2 separate regions of the Mus musculus genome follow, and region 2 is linked to region 1. The links are chromatin contacts, called in public Hi-C maps. All regions are on one chromosome and are shown on one strand. Each heading gives the region's core, a stretch centred on a gene start, on an enhancer-like site or on the middle of the called end of the contact. The rest is flanking DNA. Distances are from core to core; before and after follow the strand shown. Region 1 has its middle 30 kb from the start of 9430024E24Rik. Region 2 holds the start of Nron (non-protein coding RNA, repressor of NFAT).

What was found. A called contact is a pair of places that touch in the nucleus more often than the background predicts.
Region 2: a Hi-C map of the P5424 cell line shows a contact between it and region 1, with 2.5 times the contacts expected there. The contact joins the promoter of Nron here to the enhancer-like site in region 1. A contact is called at or near these places in 9 of 39 promoter capture datasets (cranial neural crest, embryonic stem cells, hippocampal neurons and 4 more) and 3 of 484 Hi-C or Micro-C datasets (the P5424 cell line, myocytes and nephron progenitors).

What each region holds. Positions count from the first base shown.
Region 1 is chr2:33,687,081-33,690,772 of GRCm38.p6, reverse strand. No RefSeq gene overlaps it. Among named protein-coding and RNA genes, the nearest start is that of 9430024E24Rik, 30 kb to the left of the region's middle. Within about 2 kb of position 1,907, at least 19 of the 459 cell types and tissues checked have an H3K27ac peak or open chromatin away from gene starts, as enhancers often do. A contact at or near this core is called in the P5424 cell line, where this site is marked.
Region 2 is chr2:33,804,337-33,808,147 of GRCm38.p6, reverse strand. It overlaps Nron (non-protein coding RNA, repressor of NFAT), which reads right to left and starts at 2,332. Exons shown (of 3, transcript NR_045729.1): 1 at 2,184-2,332. All of the region lies in intron 6 of Mvb12b (multivesicular body subunit 12B), which reads left to right.

The DNA.
Region 1 (3,692 bases), core at 658-3,157:
GGGATGTGGTCTTTGAGACAAAATTTAGCTACTTATTCTCAATTCTGGGACTTCATCTTTGGGAGGGAGGGGGCAACATAGACCGTTGTGACGGCCACGGTGGGCATTGCTAGCATCAGGCAGCCCTCGGGGAGGAGGCTGCTGACGTAGGGTACCAGCCTGGCTTCAGCAGACCCAGCTCTGCCTCCACGGCCTTTGTTTCTCCATTCATCAGAGGACCTCACAAGGACGAAGCAAGTGTGTGCCACCACCATCTCCCATAGGCTCCTACTTAGCTCATTCACTGCCAGCCTGGAAGTAGGTCCCATGAAAAGCCCAGTGATCCCACTCTTTAGATGAGGAAGCCCAGACCACAGAGATGTCTGTAACTGTAGGTAGGGCTTACAATGATAACAAATCTGAACAGACTTCAGAACCCGTAGCCCCAGCCCAGCCCCGCCCCCTGGGATCCGTGCTTGCAAGTGCGCCCCTAGTGGCAGCCGCTGGGCACCGTTTGGTTCTCTGCAATCATCCCATGTAGAGCCTCCATGTCAGAAGGGATATCCATCGTGATGGAGAAGCCCTGGGACTATGGTGGGCTCAATTTCATTCACTCATTCATTCACTCATTCACTCATTCATCAGCCATCCCTGAGCCCCACTCCTGCCAGGCACTTGTCTCCAGAGGGGGCACGTAACCTGTAAATTAGGGTTGGGGCTGGGGCTTCTGAGGACAAGGAAGGATGCTGGGCTGGACAGAGGCCGTAGGCAGAGGCTGGGGGCAGGCAGTGCTATCAGAAACCAATGCCTGACCTCATCCTCCTCCAGTGCACTCAGACTTGGAGTGAGGCTGGTGAGCTATACTTCCAGAACAGAGAGACATGATGTCTGCAGTTCCCCTACAGATTCACAGGACCAGGAGGAGGCAAGAACCCAGAGCTACGGGGAAGGGGTTGTGGATTCAGCTATGAACAAAGAGATCCACAGAGGGGCCTCAGAGGAGCGTGGGGCACAAAGGGCTTGAGGCTCGCAGTGGAGGTGGGGACCACAGCTGCTACCCTGGCCTTGCACAGCGATGGGCAGGATGATAGTGGCGGCAGTCGAGGGGGCTCACAATCTCCTCCCCTGGAAGTTCTTTATCAGCAGGATGCGCCCGTTGCCAGGGAGCCCGCTGCAGGCCCCGCTTCAGCCGTTGCGGGGCGGATTATCAGAAAGATTTGAGTCTTTTTAATTAAATCCAAGCCGAATGCAATTCTGTACCCGCTCCGAGAAGCCCATTCAGTATCTTGTCGTCGCCCTCCGATGGCTTTGTCCCAAAGGCCCTGCTATCAGGCCACTATCTGGCCATGAGACTGTCACCCCACACACACCACCCCCATCCCCCATCCTTCCACCTGATAGCAGTGCGCACCTGGAGTAAATGTGCTAGAAGTGGTTTCCTGCCAGCAGGGTGCTGACACCACGGCCTCCTGGGAAGCTCTGTCCTGAGATGGGCACAAAGCCAGACCCATGAGTGCCTCTCTCAGCCTTGGGAGTTCTCACAGCTACCATAGAAGAATCCACACCTTTCTCAAGGCACAGGCACTGCGTTCTGGCTGGTGATGAAGGTTGTCGTCCCTCTTTGCTGATGACCCAGGATCCACATGACCGCCAAGCAGCAGTCAAGACCTGAACCTTTCTGTCAGACCTCCACGTTAATTCCTGTAGATGCTACTTTGAGTGCCTGCCTTGGCTCCTCAACTGCCCCAGCTGTCCCAGGTTCTATCCAATTATTTAACGAGGTACCACAAACGTCACTGTACTCTAAGTAGCTGCCAGGTGTAGAATCCTTCCCTTGATGTCTCTTTGGGACCTTCCTCAGCTCGGGAGGCAGCTATAGCTCTCTGCCATCCAGATGGCATGATGGAAGACCCCAGAGAACTGTCACCTGCTCCTCAGCAAAGCCACAAAAACCTCACCTAGGTCCTTTGAGCAAGTAACAGGCATAGGGACCTCCCTCCTCCCTCAAAGGAGGCAGCACGTGGCCAGCTCTGAGCCAGGGTTAGGACTCACGGTCCCAGACTGGCTTCACACTGCAGAAGGCAAAATTAACTCGATAAATAACACAGGCACGGAGGGCACACTCTTCTCAGGAAGGCCAGCGGCTCTGGCACCCATGCCTCTGTGCAGGTTGTTTAAGGCTAAGCTTTAATTGCAGGTCCACGCCCTGGTCGTAGCCAGCCTGCAGCGGGGACATGTGTGCTTCTTAATTAAATTTGGTCATACAACCCCTTAGCACAGCGTTAGCTGCTAGGAAACCAGTGGTCTCATTGGGCGACTGTGCCCTAAGCCCTGTCCTCCAGCATCCTGCCCTGGCCCTGGCGCTGGCCTTACTTCTCACAAAGTCACCATGCCAAGCAAGGCAGCCTAGCCCCACTGTGTGGCAAGCTTCTGCCACTCAGAATGTGGGTGAATCAGGAGCCCCATCCTACCCCAGAAACCAGAAGCAATCTATGCAAGGTAAAGACCATCCCCTTGTGTGGTGGAGCACGCCTTTAATCCCAGCACTTGGGAGGCAGAGGCAGGCGGATTTCTGAGTTCGAGGCCAGCCTGGTCTACAAAGTGAGTTCCAGAACAGCCATGGCTACACAGAGAAACCCTGTCTCGAAAAAAAAAAAAAAAAGTCACCACCAAGAGGGCTCAGGTGGTAGCCCATCTTGGAACCTGTGTGCTCCACAGTGTCCCTGGTTGGAACTGTTGCTACCCCCACCTTACAGATAAAGAAACTGAGGCTCAGAAATGACTTACTGGGGACTCTATGATCTGATTGTGGTTAGCCTAGGAATTGAAAGGATCATTGCTTCAGTTCATCTACCCTGAAAATAAAGTTAAGGAGCCTCACTTGAGATTTAGAAGCATCAAATTAAGACAGCGGAGTGTGGGATATGGGTCTCAGTAACTGAGCATTTCCCATTCTTCTTTACTGCATGCCACAAAAGTCTCTCATTCTCTCTTTAGAATTCCAGACATATTAATTCTAATTAATTCATTAGAACATGAAGCCACTTGTAATTGAGCACTATTTTTCTCTTTTTCTAAAGGAAGAAACTCAGTGTGTGTGTGTGTGTGTGTGTGTGTGTTAGGCAGAGGGGTTGTGCACATGAGTGCAGGTGACTTCATCAGCCAGAAGAGGGCGCTAAATATCCAGGAGTTGGAGTTACAAAAATACTGCAAGGTTCTCTGCAAGGGCACTGAGAACCAGACACAAATCCTCTGCAGGAGCAGCTGAGCCTCCTCCCCAGGTCCCGCTACTATCTTTTTTTAGTTCATTTCTCCTGTTTGCCAGTTTGTTCATTCATTTGAAATACATGCATTCATTCATTCACCTCTCCCAGGTGCTGTCTCATGCTAGTACAAAGGTACCAGCCTCCTGCTGCCTTCCAGCCCCCTCCACAGCTCTGTTCTACTGCACTGGCTGTAAACTCTGTGTAAAAAAGCCTTTTCCTTCCTTCTTAGGACCTTTGGTGAACTCCTATTCATCCTTCAAAGCCCTTGTCCTTTTCCCCCACCTAAGCAAATTAGTTTTTTTTTCTTCTTCTTCTTCTTCTCAATTTAGCACAAACTAGAGTCATTTGGGAAAAAGGGAACCTTAGTTGAGAAGATCCCTCCTTCAGACTGACCTCTAGACATGTCTGTGGTACTTTTTTGATCGCTTTTCTCCTGGCTCCTGCCTC
Region 2 (3,811 bases), core at 1,083-3,582, 120 kb before region 1:
GTTTGCATTCCCTAGAATATTCTAGAAATGACACCATAGTGTGTATTATTTTTACTCAATCTAGTTGCCCCCAAATTAACCCATCTTGCATGTAGGTAGTCTGTCCCTTTTTGATTGCCGAGTTTGACACAGTATGACAAGTCACTCTCCAGTCACCTGGCATTGTACATCTGTTCTGTTCTTAGTATTGCCAAATAAAGCCAATAGAACTTTTGTGAACGAACCTTGGTATAGAAACACACTTCTGTTTCCTTCTCTTGGGCAGAAGTCTCTTGGGTTGTGTGAGTGGCTGTACTTGACTTTTAAAACCTGACCTGAGCTGCTTTCTGATGTGGGTTTGCTGCCGTGCTCCTGCCAGAGCCCCCTGACTGTTCTGGCTCCCCTCATCCTCACCAAGCATTGACAGTATCCATCTCTGACATCATTTCACTCTGGAAGGTGGAGGGGTTGCATTTCCTGTGATGGAAACTCACATGGCCCTCCCAACTCGTGATCGAGTCTTTTCACGGGGAATTTGCTCCTCGTGTTTTCCTTAGGGATGTGTCAGTTCCAGTGTTGTACCCACTTCCGGGCTGAGTTCTCTTCTAAGTTGTAAGTGTTCTGAATATGCTCATGTCAGAGTGCAGCGTATGCTGGTGCCTGTTTTCTCTGGGTCTAGCATTTATTGTCATTTTAAAAATATTTTTATTAGTTGTGTAATGATGTGTATAAATACTTTTGTGTGTGGTGTGCACATGTGAGTGCAGATGCCTTGTAGAGTCCAGAAGAGGGCATTGTGGGCCCTGGAGCCAGAGTTATGGATGGTTGTAAGCCATTGGATACAGTTGCTGGGAATGACACTCAGGTCCTCTGCATTCTTAACTACTGAGCCAGCTGCCCAGGTCTGTGTGTAGTTTGTGATGTCGTGTGTGTGTGTGTGTGTGTGTGTGTGTGTGTGTAAAATATTTAACCCAGGCTGGTCTGGAGCTCATAGTGATCCTCCCGCCTCAGCTTTCTGTATGCTAGGATTATAGGTATAAGCTACCACACAAGGCTTAGCTTATGCTTTTTAATATCCCATTTAAGGAAAGTCAAATAGCTCAATATTGTGGAAGTGCTGGGACCTGGCATCCCACTTGAAGTCTCAGGAACCCCTTGGTCTCTGAAGCACACACTGGAATCTGGTGCTTCAGAAGGTGACTTTCAGCCCTGGGAGAACAGAACGAAGAGACCCTTACGTGTCTGTACAGGGGACACAACACAAAAGCAGCAGTCCTCTCCAACTGCAGGTTAGCCACAGCCCCCCTTGCTACTGTCCCCCACAAGACAGCTGGGTCTGCTGCCACCCAGCAGAGCCATCTCCCTTCCATGTGACCATGGGGTCTGAAAGATTGATGGCTGCATTTAAAACATTCGCACAGACCTGGAATCAACACTAGAAAATACAGATTTAAATGAGCAAGGAAAAGGCAGAATGAAAGGAAATAAATTGTGCTGGCAACTACTGTCACGTAATAAAATGTCATGTGTAACTGAAGGGCTTTTGCACAGGGCTGTGTGAGGCTTAGTGGCCATGTTAATTGAATAAGGTGCCTCATATTGACTCGGGGCAAGAATGAAATTTCCCTTAGCATCTATTTAGCTGGAGTTGTTGTTGGCAGCGGCCTGATGCTCATCTGTTACAGAACTCCCAGCCCCTCTGCACTGATGTAACGGCTCCAGAAGCAGTGTCCACCCCGGCCCTGCAGGTATGGCCTGTCTCCCCAGGTATGGCAGGACCTGACAGGGCCTGAAGGAGCAAAGCTGGACACAGGCTCTGGAGGGCTTAGAGGCTGCCCGGATGCCTTTCCATAAACCAGATGTTGGAAAAATGGTTCCCTGAACCAAGTAGCGGTTGTTGATGACTGATGATCCCTAAGATTCCTAAGGAGAAGGCAAACAGCCCTCTAGCTTTCCTGGTGTTAGGGGATCTCTCCATAGTCACTGTGTCTGCCCATGAAGTGGTCACTTGCAGCCCACTCTTGTGATCCCCTGTTTCTGTTACACAATAGGCACCAGACACAGTTACCTCCTCGGATATCTTGGTAGTGGTTGAAGCTGTGCAGCCCTTGACCCAGCTTCAGAAGAAGCTGTGATCAGAGCAGCCCCTGGAACGTTCTGTCCCTCCCATCGCTGCTGCAGCACAGTGCCTGCCTTGATCTCACCTGGATTTGGCACGTTCTTGGGGCTGGCAGGTTCACTTTCAAATGTGGAAACTCGATTTTTGTCCTCCTCCTCGCGGGTGCTTCAGGTGCCAGTGTGGTCTGTCTAGCAGTCTCCTATTTCAGCATGCAGTTGTACTGCAGCTGCAGCTGTCCCCCAGTGTTTGATATCCGTGGCTTTATAAGCCGTGCCACGAGGAGCGTGTGTACTGTGTATCTGAAGTTTTCCTTGAGTCAGAGGGAGCGACATTTTCCAAACCATTAACCAGCCCAGTCCTGAGGAGGCAGGTGGGAAGGCTTGCTGGAAGATTCCCAAAATCATCCCTAATTACAAGTCAAAGTCAAGTGTATTCATTCAGCAAGTCCTAGACACCTTTACAGGGCTTTGTTCTCAGCACTGGGGTGGTGAGAGGAGAAGACACGGTGCAAGTCAAGCTCTGCCCACAGAGGGAGGCTGTGCAGGGAGCAAGCTGGGCTCCTTGAATTAGAAAGGAGTTCTTGGGGGCTGGAGAGATGGCTCAGCGGTTAAGAGCACTGACTGCTCTTCCAGAGGTCCTGAGTTCAATTCCCAGCAACAACATGGTGGCACACAACCATCTGTAATGGTATCCAATGCCCTCTTCTGGTGTGTCTGAAGGAAGTGACTGTGTACTCATATACATAAAATAAATCTTTAAAAAGAAAAGAATTCTTGGGGTGGGTTATCTCTTCTAGGGTGATCAAAGCGGCTATAGGTGACGCAGCCTGGCCGGCTATAGGTAAGGCAGCCTGGCCTACAGAAGCCTCTGCAGAGGACGGAGCAAGTGCAGAGGCCTGGAGCAGTTCTGAAAGCCACAGGGACAGGGCACAAAAGGCTGAAGCTGGAATTGGCCAATGTGGGGGTGTGGGCTGGGCTAAGCCGACAAGACCTCACAGCCATGGGATTCAGTTTAAGACAGAGGAAATTCCCCAGTGGGTTTGCATTGGCTCCACTCTCAAGCTCTCAGGAGCCAGGCTCTAGGATGGCTAAGGAAGAAAGGGTTGATTTTGGGCTCACACTTTGAGGATATAGTCTATCCTGGTGGGGAAGGCATGAGGACAGGGGCTGAGGCAGCTGGTCACATTGTGTCCACAGTCAGGAAGCGCAGAAAGATGGCCCGAGCGCTCAGCTTGCTTCCTCCTGATTGTTTGGGCAGGGACCCACTGCCGTGGGGCGTTGCTATAGGGCTTCCCAACTCAGCCTGGTCTAAAAACTCCCGTCCTGCCATGCCCAGAGACTTGTTTCTGTGGAGATTCTAAATCCCACCAACTTGACAAGATCAACCCTCGCGCCAACTTAAGGGTTCACCTGGTTCTAACGTGACACTTGTTTGCATCACGACCTGTATCTGCTGGCAGATGACATGTCTCTCCAGAGGCCACCCAGCTCCCAGGTGCTAGCATTGAGACTGGATCCCATATCCAGTGAGTGAACTGTGGAGGGCAGTGTCCTCACCCACAGAGGGCCAGGCCACTAGCTGTCCACCTGTGTACCGTGCACTGCCGCCTGCTGGGGTGCTATGGTAGGTTGTGGCAGAGATCTTGAATCCGCTGGGTCACTGGCTTCAGAAAAATGGCCAGGGCATTGCCACCCAGCATGAGTGACCTCTCTC